Regions from separate parts of the Sus scrofa genome. Here region 1 is linked to region 2. The links are chromatin contacts, called in public HiChIP or PLAC-seq maps. All regions are on one chromosome and are shown on one strand. Each heading gives the region's core, a stretch centred on a gene start, on an enhancer-like site or on the middle of the called end of the contact. The rest is flanking DNA. Distances are from core to core; before and after follow the strand shown. Region 1 holds the start of NDUFAF3 (NADH:ubiquinone oxidoreductase complex assembly factor 3). Region 2 holds the start of ARIH2OS.

What was found. HiChIP or PLAC-seq counts read pairs in DNA pulled down with a chosen protein or histone mark.
Region 1: a contact with region 2 is called in an H3K27ac HiChIP or PLAC-seq map of alveolar macrophages. The contact joins the promoter of NDUFAF3 here to the promoter of ARIH2OS in region 2. A contact is called at or near these places in 1 of 5 promoter capture datasets (liver), 9 of 47 Hi-C or Micro-C datasets (blood, embryonic fibroblasts, fetal heart ventricle and 4 more) and 2 of 2 datasets of contacts at active chromatin or transcription factors (alveolar macrophages and skeletal muscle).

The regions. Positions count from the first base shown.
Region 1 is chr13:31,654,880-31,661,613 of Sscrofa11.1, reverse strand. It overlaps NDUFAF3 (NADH:ubiquinone oxidoreductase complex assembly factor 3), which reads right to left and starts at 4,673. Exons shown (of 5, transcript NM_001243606.1): 1 at 4,568-4,673; 2 at 4,288-4,480; 3 at 4,054-4,120; 4 at 3,859-3,959; 5 at 3,527-3,774. The coding sequence starts at 4,644. The coding sequence ends at 3,655. It overlaps DALRD3 (DALR anticodon-binding domain-containing protein 3), which reads left to right and starts at 5,308. Exons shown (of 14, transcript XM_021070653.1): 1 at 5,308-5,512; 2 at 6,225-6,298. The coding sequence starts at 6,244. It overlaps IMPDH2 (inosine-5'-monophosphate dehydrogenase 2), which reads left to right. Exons shown (of 15, transcript XM_005669533.3): 6 at 236-323; 7 at 397-596; 8 at 678-768; 9 at 866-961; 10 at 1,233-1,304; 11 at 1,992-2,135; 12 at 2,250-2,394; 13 at 2,489-2,632; 14 at 2,714-2,797; 15 at 2,901-2,972. The coding sequence ends at 2,922. MIR425 (microRNA 425) reads left to right here and starts at 6,541; the gene lies at 6,541-6,620. It also overlaps MIR191.
Region 2 is chr13:31,567,270-31,573,330 of Sscrofa11.1, reverse strand. It overlaps ARIH2OS, which reads left to right and starts at 2,783. Exons shown (of 3, transcript XM_013981653.2): 1 at 2,783-2,867; 2 at 2,948-3,201; 3 at 3,203-3,566. The coding sequence starts at 2,783. The coding sequence ends at 3,505. ARIH2 (E3 ubiquitin-protein ligase ARIH2) reads right to left here and starts at 3,305. Exons shown (of 16, transcript XM_003132197.6): 1 at 3,086-3,305; 2 at 176-239.

The DNA of each region.
Region 1 (6,734 bases), core at 3,424-5,923, 86 kb before region 2:
CAAGGACCAGCTTTAGCCTGTCGTCCTTGCTTTATTGTGGCTTTCTCTGCAATGTAATAAGCTGCTCCATATATCTGGTGCTCTTTGTATTCAGCATTCGCTCTTGCCACTAGATGCTGCAGGCAGTTGGGTGTACTTAAGGAGGGTGGTCTGGATATACCTGTGTCTTTGGAACCTCACCCCTGAGTTAGGGCAGGGTCTCTTGGGAGGTCCTCACTGCTTCCTTCTCTCCTAGATCATGACAAAGAGGGAAGACTTGGTGGTAGCACCTGCAGGCATCACATTGAAGGAAGCAAATGAAATTCTGCAGCGCAGCAAGAAGGGTAAGTCCTAGAGGTAGAAGGGGTTCTGTAGCCAAAAACCATGGTACTGATTCATGTCCTGTCCTGCCCCCAGGAAAGTTACCTATTGTAAATGAAGATGATGAGCTGGTGGCCATCATTGCCCGGACAGACCTGAAGAAAAATCGAGATTACCCGCTGGCCTCCAAAGATGCCAAGAAGCAGCTGCTGTGTGGAGCAGCTATTGGCACTCATGAGGATGACAAGTATCGGCTAGACTTGCTAGCCCAGGCTGGTGTGGATGTAGTGGTTTTGGTGAGCTGCTGCACAGGCAGGGTGGGGCGGTAGGAATAGCTGCCATACCATAGTATTACTCAGCCTTCCTTCCTGTCCCAGGACTCTTCCCAGGGAAATTCCATCTTCCAGATCAACATGATCAAGTACATCAAAGAGAAATATCCCAGTCTCCAAGTCATTGGAGGCAATGGTGAGAAAGGATTGGGCACTGAAGGATGTGGGGCAAGAAGGGGAACTACATTCCCGCCTATAACTTCATGTGAGCCTTTCACTGTTCCCTACTTCAGTGGTCACCGCTGCTCAGGCCAAGAACCTCATTGATGCTGGTGTAGATGCCCTGAGGGTGGGAATGGGCAGTGGCTCCATCTGCATCACTCAAGAAGGTAAGAAGATGCTTTGGCAGGACCCTCAGAGACCTGGCTTTATCAAGGACCTTAGCCCCACATGCCCTGGAGCCAAGTGCTCTTACAGGAACTACACTGAGTCCTCCAATAGGGGCAGCCCCAGGGCCAAACAGGCTCCTTGGATGAGTAACATGCTGGAAGCAAGACGAGCTCTTGTCATTCTTCACCTGCCACTTCCCCCCTGCCTAGCCTGGCCTCCCAGCTCCTGCTCCGCACCCTCTCTAAACTCTGGTCTGTTTGTTTTATTTAGCGGCTCCCAAGATCCCTCCAGACATAAAGTCCCACAGCCCCAAATGCCCTTCTACTGTCACGGGCTGCTATAGTAAGTCTGGCCCGGCCCACTGGCCCAGCCCAGCTGCCCACTGCCCGGCTGCTTGGTTGACTGTAGCTGTAGCTCCCGGGGTTTGTGGTGCTGATGGGTGGGCAGGGCAAACTGAATGACAGACCATGGTTTTGGGAACTGCTCAAGAACACAGCTCCCATCTCTTCCTGGGATGCTTGTAGGGCAGGACCTCCTCCAGGTAGGCCCTGCCCTGCCCATGTCTCTTGCAGTAGTCACAGGTTAAGAACCAGCTATGGGATCCACTCTTCCTTCCACACCATCACTGCCCCTGATCTTGCCTGAGCTGCCCACAATGCAGGGAGCAAAGGGTGGGCCTCTGGGTACTAACTGCACCGTGACCCCTACCCGACCTGATGCCAATTGGGAGGGGCTTTCACAGCTGCTGACTGCATGTGCCTGAGGCTGCCCTGGGCCATGCATACATGCACGCGCACACGCGAAGGGTGAGTGAAGTTCCATCACAGCTATTTGTACTGTTCATGGCAGCTGGGACAGTAGCCATCCCAGACAAGACTTCCTCAGCCAGGCTGCAGTCCTGGTGCAAGTGTAGCGAGAGCTCCTGGGTGCCGATTGTGGCCACAGAGCTTCTTGCTTGTTCTCCCCCCCCCACCCCCAGCACCCAACTAACCCCATCCCCCCCACACTTCTTCCTCCATGTCTCAACAGTGCTGGCGTGTGGGCGTCCCCAAGCAACAGCAGTGTACAAGGTGTCAGAATATGCACGGCGATTTGGTGTTCCTGTCATCGCTGACGGAGGAATTCAAAATGTGGGCCATATTGCCAAAGCTTTGGCCCTTGGGGCCTCCACAGGTGAGGCTTACACCCAGGAAGCCTGGTGGGACTGCTTTCCTAATGCAGTCAGGGTCTTCCCACAGCACTCCTATCCACAATTATGATGGGCTCCCTCCCTCCTCCTGTCCATAGTTATGATGGGCTCCCTCTTGGCTGCTACCACTGAGGCCCCTGGCGAGTACTTCTTCTCTGATGGGATCCGACTAAAGAAATATCGTGGCATGGGTTCTCTTGATGCCATGGACAAGCATCTCAGCAGCCAGAACCGATATTTCAGGTGGGACAGGCAAGCCATTTACTGTATGCTAACTCTACATTGGCAGTATCATCAAGGCTCTGACCCTGTCTGTGTTTCTTGCCTCTTCTTGCAGTGAAGCTGACAAAATCAAGGTGGCCCAGGGGGTGTCTGGGGCTGTGCAGGACAAAGGATCCATCCACAAATTTGTTCCATACTTGATTGCCGGCATCCAGCACTCCTGCCAGGACATTGGTGCTAAGAGTTTAACCCAAGTCCGGTAAGTTTAGGGAGCAGGGCCATCGACTAGAGGGGCTGGACGAGGGCCAGCTCCCCACATCTGACCACCACCCCTGTTCAGAGCCATGATGTATTCTGGGGAGCTCAAGTTTGAAAAGAGAACATCTTCAGCTCAGGTTGAAGGTGGCGTCCACAGCCTTCATTCGTAAGTGACCAACCCTTTCCATTCCTCTGTCCTTGGGGTTGAGGTGTCTCCCATGCCTCGGTCTTCCTGCCCTCACCCTCACAGCTGGTCCTTCTGCCAACAGGTATGAGAAGCGTCTTTTCTGAAAAGGGATACAGCACACCTCCTTGGTTTTTCAATAAAAGTTTGAAAAAAAGTGATGCCTGATCTTTGAGGTCAACAACAAGCAGGTAGTGCTCTGCAGCTGCCACCATCACAGATACACACCAACACAGTACCGTCATTTCCAGGGAAAACCTCAAGCCCTGAGATGAGGGTGCTGTGAGCACCTGGACGTAGGTGGTAGTGCTAGATTCAGAAAGTCCCTTCTCTGGCAGCTCAGACCAGTTCTGGCTCCCAAGGGTTTGGTCTCAAACTGTGACTCTGACTGTAGCTGCTAAGAAAGGGTCACAGAACAGGCCATGAGGCTATAGACTGGCATCCACAGGGCCTCCTGCTAGCCCAAAGCTTGGCCACAGGGGATCAGGCTGAGACCCCACATACATGTTCTCTAACTTGAATCTCTAAAGGGCCTTGTGGAGAAAGCACTGAAGTCCCCTCAAATCTGCATGTGAGCAAAGAGATGTACAGTTTATAACAGACACCTATACAGCTTCCTCGCCTCTTGAGTATCCCCTTGATTTTTTCACAACCCCCTCCATGAACCCACGGAGCCAGCAGCTCCTGTCCAGCAATACACCTAGTACAAAATTGTGAGAAGTAGATTAAATTATTAATTTGCTGGCTAGAAAGACAAGTTGTTACAGTGCCAAAGGGGAGGAGCTAGTAAAAACTGGAAACCCCTGCACTCAGCAAAGGGTGGCAAGGTTCCTGGTGGTTCATTTTTTTGAGACTTGGGCCAAAGATGTGAGAGCAGCCCCTCCAGGTGGGGGAATGAGAGCAGCTCCTGTCACCCGGCCTTCATGACACAGGAAGTTGAAAGTGGCACAGGCATTGGGCTGCAAAGAGAAAGCCAGCATCAGCTGGGCTAGGGCCAAGGCCAGGCCTGGGCTCGCCTCAGCATTCCCGAGTACCAGACATACTGTGTCCTGCACTTCCACAGCGATGCCCCGCTGCCTCATGGCTCGCAGCACCTGGGGCTGCAGCCGCTCAGTCCGGTCTCCAGTGCCCACCACAACAATCTCTAGGGAAAGATGAGCATAGCAAGGCTGCAACGAGGTCTATCGAGAGGGTGGGTTTCCGGGGCTCATCACCTCAGCCTTCCCTTCCTCCAGTACCTATTCGGGGCTCCAGCATCCAAAAGAGAGAGAAGCTTCCTTCGGTGATGTCCTGGTGGGAACCTACCTGTGTGGGAAGGAGACAAGTTAATTACAAGTCTATGGAGGTTTCCCCACCGACCCTCTACCTGCTCCAAAGCGGGGCAAAAGAAAAGCCAAGTTTGCCAAGGACGGAGTCAGGAAGGCAGGCCTGACTCTGGTCCTCGGGTTTCCTTATTGCAGGGAAGGGCTCACGTTCCACTGCACCACCGAGTGCGGAAGCAGCGCGCAGGGCCCAAGCACGCGATTTCCATTGACCACGAAGCCGCGGCTGCTGTAGCTGTCGATGTACATCGCCTGCGGGGACTCGCGCTGCAGCAGAGATATTCGCGTCCGCTGATACAGCTCATCATCCGTCGGCGTGAGCCGATGCCCACGCCCTGGGGCCCTGCGGAGGGGTATGGTCGGGGTCTAAGGGGCTGGGAGTCGCTGGCTGTGGGGGGCAGGTGGTCAGGGACGGTGGGTCCGGCCTCACCAGGACAGCTGCGCGAGCGGCCAGCGAAGGATGTGTCGCGCTCGATACAAGCTCCGAAGCACGAACACCGCTGCCATGGCGGATCAGCGCACAGGGAGACCGGCGCAGGGTCAGCGGGGTCGTGGCGTCACCCAGCCCGGAGCAACGACAGCGCCCCCAGCGTCGCGGAGGGCACCGCGCAGCTCTGCCGGCCCCGGGCTGGAGACGGGAGGGAGCCGACCAGGGGCTTAGGTCCCAGCAGGGCGGGTCTCCCGGTGCGGCTCCAGTGTCTGCAGCTGCCGTCCGCCCCGCCCCAGGCCCCCGCAGGCCGTTCTGGGGGAGCCGGACACCTGGTGGCGTGACAGGCCTCAGCACAGTCTGAGCCCCAGCCGCGGCCGGGCCCCCGGCTCTTAGCCATTAAGCCGGGCTCTTGGGACCCGGGGAGGGGCGGCCTAGCACCTGTTCGAGTCCCGCACACCTGGCCAGGGCGTGGTGCCAGCCTCCAAATTTCTAATCCCGGCTTCGCGGAGTCGGATTCCGAGGGCGGTGCGGGCAGCTCAGGTTTCCCCCTCTCGCCCTCCGAGTTCAGCCCCTCCCAACCGTTCACCCGCGCGACCGTTGGCAACGCCGCGGCGTTTCACACCAGGCGTCGTTGCGCTTGGATTGGCTTCTCTGGAGGGCGAGGGGGCGTGGCTGAGTGGTTTCGCCTTAAAATGGCTCCAACTCTGCGGCTAGAACAAGCGGAAGAGGACGCGACGTCAGGCTGGTCGTTGCTGCTCCTGGGTCGGACCGGGCCGAAACGGACCAGACATTGAACTATACAGCGGCCGGAGTATCGCCCTATTCTTGTTCACCTCGCTCTGCGTCCAGAGAATCCCTCCCCCGCGTCTTGAGCCGAATCAGAAGGCCTACTGGTGCCAGAGTCGCTGGCGCCCGCGCAGGTTCCGACATCTCGGCGCGCCTACTGTATGGTGGCCTCCGGGGAAACATTGCTGCGTCTGCCGCCCGCGGGGCCAGGCTGGCGGGGGGGTTTCGAACAACCGAGGACGTTCTCAGTAGATCTCCGGGGGTCCCGTCGCTGCCTTGAGGGCTCATTGGGCTTCTCGCACTCCCGACACTGGCAGCGTCACCAGACAAAGGGCCCGGGTGCGGGGGTGTCCCAGGGGAGGGTTTACTTCCTCTCCGAGGCCCCACGGGCGCGCTTCCCTCTTGGCTGATCCTGAAGCCCGCCCCGCCACCGCCAGTGTAGTGGCCCTGACTGCATGGGACCAACAGGATTAATCCTACCCCGTGGATCTAATCCAGATTGGGACCCAGTCCCGGGGGGGGGGGTCCCCACCACACCTATTGTTTTGGGGCCCAGGTGAGCGAGCGGCTCGTTCCTACCGCACTTGATTTCACCACCTTCTCTTGGCTCCCTCTCCTGGGACTGGGAATGTAGGAAGTTTGATCTGGCACCAAGGCAAGAGATTACCCCTCTCAACCTCCCACTCCCCACGGCTGGACAGCGGGCAACGGAATCCCAAAAGCAGCTGTTGTCTCCAGAGCATTCCAGCTGCACTTGGATTTCGTTCCCTGCTCTCTTGCCTGAGCAGCGTTCTGGCCCAGATTCGGTGGGCTAGCCCCTGATCCCCAGACATACTTTATCGGGCCACTCTGATTTCTGTCCCTCTCTCAGGTGCGCCCTCAGGCTGGAAATGACAGGCGTAGACGTCGGGGAGCCCAGGCTGTGGCCATCTCTTGGATCCCAAGGTAGCACTGGCAAGGGAGGGAGGACACAGGGACTTCTGATTGGGCTGCAATGGTGGTCTGCAATGGTGGTGAGTCCCCCAGGGCCACCCCAGCCCACAGCTGACTAAAGATAGCCCTTCACTTCCTGGGGTAAAGCCACTGTAAGTGTCCTCATGCACCAAGAGTAGCTGAAGACCCCAGCTCAGCCTCTGGCCCCCAATCCTATTAGCAGCTGACCCTAGGTTGTGCACCTGCGGCATGGAAAGTGCTTTGGAATGACACGATCACTCCCGTTGAGTGGGCACCCAAGTAGCCATCGGGAATGTCGTGTCCGCCCAGTGCTCTTTCGGAGCCTCCCTGCAGGGCCTTGCAACCCTGGCCCAGAAAGGGACCTTGCCAAGCTTTTCCTGCTCCTAGAATCCTCTCTCTTCTGAGTTCTGGGCACTCTCACTTCTCC
Region 2 (6,061 bases), core at 1,534-4,033:
GTTCCTAGTCGGATTCGTTCACCACTGCGCCACGACAGGAACTCCGCAATTTGACTTTTAATGAATTGTTTCGTATGGCAGAACCACCTAATCACAATTGAACTCAACTATGGTTTTTTTTCCTTTAGGAGAAAATTAAAATTTAATTAAAATTTAAAATTTAAATTAAAAATACCTGTAATTCTTGAAGATCTTTCAGGAAGATGTCACCCAAATAGCCTATATTGTATAATTTCCATCTAAAATAAAGAGATATAATTCTATTTATATACTTTTAAATTGGTACCCTAAATTTGCTAATTTATTTTTTAAAAAGTAAACATTTAAAAGGACAAGCAGCAAGGGACCAGAAACTATTTTAAGTCCCATAGAAACCCATATGATATAATTACATATTGACAAGAGTGACATGACCTTCTAAGAAAAGAGTTAAACATCTGACAATAATTTAACGTGGAGTACTGGTGGTAAAAACGGATACCCAGTTCCCTCCCTCAGTTTGAAAGCCCACCACTTCACTCTTATTTTTCAGATTCCCTAAATTAATTACCACAATTTCAATCCTAAATGTTACATAGAGAGTGACAAAGCAAATTGCAACTGACTTAAACTGGACTTTTACTCTAAAGTCATCTCTACTGTGGTAATCTAACACTTAGAGAATACTGCCAATACTTCAGATCTCTATTCATGAAAAAATTATTTTCAAATAAAAAAACGCCCCAGGAGTTTCCATTGTGGCTCAGTAGTTAACAAATCTGACTAGCATCCATGAGGACGCAGGTTTGATCCCTGGCCTTGCTCAGTGGGTAAGGATCCCCACGTTGCCATGAGCTGTGGTATAGGTTGCAGATGTGGCTCGGATTCCATGTTGCTGTGGCTGTGGTGTAGGCTGGCAGCTATAGCTCTGATTCAAGCCCTAGCCTGGGAACCTCCATATGCAGTGGGTGCAGCCCTAAAAAACAAACAACAACAACAACAACAAAAAAAGTCCCCAACAGAATGCTCACTAGGTAATGTTAACACCCATTTCCCACCTCTCTTCTGACATGTTTAGGGCTATGTGACTTTTCTTTTTTTTCTTTTCACAGCCCCACCTGTGGCATACAGAAGTTCCCAGGCTAAAGGCAGAATCAGAGCTGCAGGTGCAGGCCTACACCACAGTCATGGCAACACCAGATCCAAGCCACATCTGCAACCTACACTGCAGCTTGTGGCAACGCCGGATCCTCAACCCACTAAGAGAGGCCAGATATCAAGCCCTCATCCTCACCAGCACTGTTGGGTTCCTAACCCACTGAGCCACAATGTGAACTCCATTCCTAAAATTTGACTTTTATCTGCATTTTTACATAAGATACTGCTTACTGGGCAAATAAGCATAAACAGTATTATAAATATTGCTCCCATCTGCAAAACAGCACTACCAATAATAGCTTTCATTTAATGACACCAATTTCAGGTCAGATTCATTCTCATTAAATGTTTATAACTCTACAAAGTAGCTATCATCCCCTTCTTATAAATGAGGAAAAGAGTTCAAAAAGATTAAATAACTTGCCCAGGTCCACACTGCTGCCAACCAGTAGAGTCCAGTGTTACACTTTCACCAGATCCGTGGCCTATGAGGACTCCTAACTCCCCATCACTCTCCTGGAGAGCCTAATACTATTCACAAAGCCACCTCCAGAATTACAATAAAAGAGCAAGGTTTTCACTTTCTCCGGATTTCTCTCCAGGATTTGGGCTTTAAGGGTTGCCCACAGGTTTCTCATCAACTTAATACTCAAGAAGGAGGGGAAAACATCAGGCTCCCTTCCAAAAAGAAGAACACCATTTCATACTTACTGAGTGTTCTAAGTCTAGACTTAAATAAAATCTTAATTTTTGTTACCTTTTCAAAGTTAAATAAACTTTATTCTACTTGAAAGAATACTGACACTGCTTAAGGAGACCAGTACGTTATTGCCTTATTACAGAACAGATGATAACGGTTTGATTTCCTCTGGATGTTAAATACTATCCCTACATCCCAAACAGAAAAGGAATAACTGAAACTACTTCCCACTCCACCCCCAAAGTCACGTGTTCAGAAGACCTGACATCCACTCCGTGCTAAAGAATTGAAACGGAAGACTTCTCAGTTTAAAGTTGACATGAGCAAAACAAAAACATTTTGGTGGATCTAACGATGTTTAACTACAGATATAATATTTAGCGCTAAATAGTCATTTACTAAATCTACATCTCCGAAGAAAACCTAGTAAAAAAATATGAATCAGCAACTTAGTTTCAAAACCCTACATTAAATCCGCAAGGTAATACGGTAGTCACTAACAACACACGGTTATTTAACTTAAAAATTAAACAAAATTTAACATTTGGCTGTTCAGTCGCACTATCCATAAATCAAATGCTCAAGGGCTACGGGTGGCTAGTGGTCAAGGGTTACTCAAAGGTACAGAATATACGCATTGTGAGAGAAAGTTCTATGGGACAGGGTAACAATCAGTACTGAGGTGAAGTCATCCGAGAACACAGTAGCCTCTCCCGCGGCTAGCACAGCAGGGTCCCCCGAGGCGGCGGCGCAGTTCCTGGGCTGCATATCGTGTCCGAAGGGCCGGGATATCCGCGAGGACACGGAGCCCACGCGCTGGGGAGCCTTCACTGGCGGGCGTTAACTAGCCGCGCGGGAGGCATTGCGAGAGTTCCCAGTGATGACTCGAATGGGAAACTCCGGAGGCAGTGAGTCTCCCTGGTGTGGCCGGCGGAGAGGGCCCAGATGCGCCGGCGCCAGTCGGTGAGAGGCGCCGGCCTCCGACCTTTACGCGAGCAGAGCAAGCGGCTAGAAGAGGAAAAACGGAGAAGCGCCAGGCGCTAGTCCGCTCAGACTACGGTTTTTAGCCGCCCCTCGGCGGGTAGCAGAGGGCGCTGAGACAGTGAAAAGGCTGCGGGGGGCGCCGGGACCTCGCGGGCAGCGACGAAGGCGGAGCCCCGGCCTGGCTAGGGAGGCGCGAGGAGAGCCCACCCCCCCTCCCCCGGCCCGCTCGGGTAAACAAGGCCGCGACTCGCAATGCGCACTCACCGGGAGCCGCGGCCCCGGGGCCGCTGAGCCCGGGCGGACCAAACTGGGTCGGGCCAGGCCTGAGGAACCGGACACAGGCGCGGCGGCGGCGGAGGCGGCGAGCCAACGCCGGTCAAGGCCCGCGCTGCTTCCTCTGGCGGAGCCTTCTTCGCAGCTCCGGAAGTGTTCGGAGCAGTTGCGTCACTTCCGGCCTGAGGTCGCCCCACGGTCGCCCGGGTCGTGACTGGCGCTGGGTGATAACGCTTCTGCGCGGTTGCTTCTCTGCAGCTTAGCGCTCCGACCCAGAGTGTGCCCAGCGCACTGCCGGCGCCGACTGCTGCGAGGGGCAGCAGAGGAAAGGGTTTGGCTTATTGGAGAGGGGTCACTCACTGCATCTCTTCCTGCTTTCTCCTACCAGCGCCGCCCGCCGGGATACCCTAAACCTGAGTTTTTCTTCTTTCTTTCTTTTTTTTTTTTTGGTCTTTTTGCCTTTTCTTGAGTCTCTCCCGCGGCATATGGAGGTTCCCAGGCTAGGGGTCGAATCGGAGCTGTAGCCACCGGCCTACGCCAGAGCCACATCAACATGGGATCCGAGCCACGTCTGCGACCCACACCAGAGCTCACAGCAACGCCGGATCCTTAACCCACGGAGCAAGGCCAGGGATCGAACCCGCAATCTCATGGTTCCTAGTCAGATTCTTTAACCACTGTGCCACGACGGGAACTCCTAAACCCGAGTTTTTCTGATGGACTCCTCACTTCACCGTTTGTTAGCCGTGTCCGGCACGGAGAAGACACCCTGACGTTCGTGGAATGGATAAAGGACTTCTATTTCCCATCCGCTCTCTGATCAAAGATCAAAGGAGAGCTGGGTCTTCGGGTCAGCGCACCGGGTCGGGATTTTCTGCCTACATTCAGATGCCGTCCCCTGGTGGCCGCGGATCTGCAGGACCACACCAAGCTTCCTTTTCCCTTTCCGCAGCCTACTTCTCCCATTCACCCAAGGCTGAATCTTAACTTTCTTGCTGCACAGTTTCTTCAAGAAGTATAGAAAGTGCCAATATGACATTCAGTACCTTCTATGACCTTTAACAAGTATTATGGATAGATAGAACCATGTAGGCTCACTCAGGTTGCTGCTGGACAGCATGGAAAAGCTGCTTCGGGTTTTTTTTTTGGGGGGGGTGGTATTTTTAGGGCCGCACTCGAAGCATATGGAAGTTCTCAGGCTAGGGATGGTATCATACTGCAGCTGTGGCCTACCCAACAGCCACAGCAACACCAGATCCGAACCAGCCGCGTTTGCAACCTACACCACAGCTCATGGCAACACTGCATCATTAACCCACTGACGCCAGGACCAGGGTTGGAACCTGTGTCCTCATGGGTACTAATCCAGTTCCTTACCACTGAGCCACTGGGGGAACTCCTATTGGTATATTTCTTGTACACGATTTTCAGGTTCCAGTTTAACTCACAGCATGTATCCAAATCAAGTGCATTCAAATACAAAGAAGCCCCAAATTAATTTGAAGTGAAAATTAATAGTAAGGAGTGAATAACATAAGATTATGAATTTTCTAGGAGTTCCCCAGTGGCTCAGTGGTTAACGAATCTAAGAACCGTGAGGTTTCAGGTTTGACCCCTGGCCTCGCTCAGTGGGTTAAGGTTCTGGCGTTGCCGTGAGCTGTGGCGTAGATTGCAGATGCGGCTCAGATGTGGCTCTGGCGTAGACCAGTGGCTACAGCTCCGATTCGATCCCTAGCCTGGGAACCTCCATATGCCACGGAAGCGACCCAAGAAAAGGCAAAAAGACAAAAAAAAAAAATTATAAATTTTATATATTAGTAACGCAAAAGTGTGTGTATAACCCAGTGTACTTATTTTATTTGTTTTGACAAAACATATCCATTACATCATGACATTAGTAAAGGACACAAAATGTATTTTCTGGTAACAAGATATCTTTTACTTAATTAGAATCTCTCACTTTGTGTTATTGGTAATAAATCCTCTCCAATAAATAAAAGGGAACATTTTTTTCTGCGTAATTATTGCATTTGCATCATTCACACATCAAGCATATGGGTGTATTGTACAATGTATTGGAATCCCATGTACCGGCCCTGTCTTTTCCTTGCTAAAGGTGAGTTTCTTTCTTTGTTGTTTTTTTTGTTTGGTTGGTTGGTTTTTTTTTTTTTTTTTTTTGCTTTTTAGGGCCCCACTGGCGGTTTATGGAGGTTCCCAGGCTAGGAGTCTAATCGGAGATAGAGCTGCCAGCCAGCATATGCCATAGCCACAGCAAGGCCAGATAGCCGAGTCTGTGAACTACACCACAGCTCACAGCAATGCCAGATCCTTAACCCACTGAACGTGGCCAGGAATTGAACCCACAACCTCATGGTTACTGGTCGGATTCGTTTCTGCTGTGCCACAACTGGAACTCTCTAAAGGTGAGTTTCTTAAGGGCACAGATCCAACCATGTTCTTTCTTTCTTTCTTTCTTTCTTTCTTTCTTTCTTTCTTTCTTTCCTTTCTTTCTTTCTTTCTTTCTTTCCTTTCTTTCTTTCCTTCCTTCCTTTCCTTCCTTCCTTTCCTTTCTTTCTTTCTTTCTTTCTTTCTTTCTTTCTTCCTTTCTTTCTTTCCTTTCTTTCTTTCCTTCCTTCCTTTCCTTCCTTCCTTTCCTTTCTTTCTTTCTTTCTTTCTTCCTTTCTTTCTTTCTTCCTTTCTTTCTTTCCTTTCTTTCTTTCCTTTCTTTCTTTCTTTCTTTCTTTCCTTTCTTTCTTTCCTTTCTTTCTTTCTTCCTTCCTTCCTTCCTTCCTTCCTTCCTTCCTTTCTTTCTTTCTTTCTTTCTTTCTTTCTTTCTTTCTTTCTTTCTTTCTTTCTTTCTTTCTTTCTTTCTTTCTTTCTTTCTTTCTCTTTCTCTCTTTAGAGCAGAACCTGTGGCAAGTTCCCAGGCTAAGGGTCGAATTGGAGCTACCAGCTTATGCCACAGCC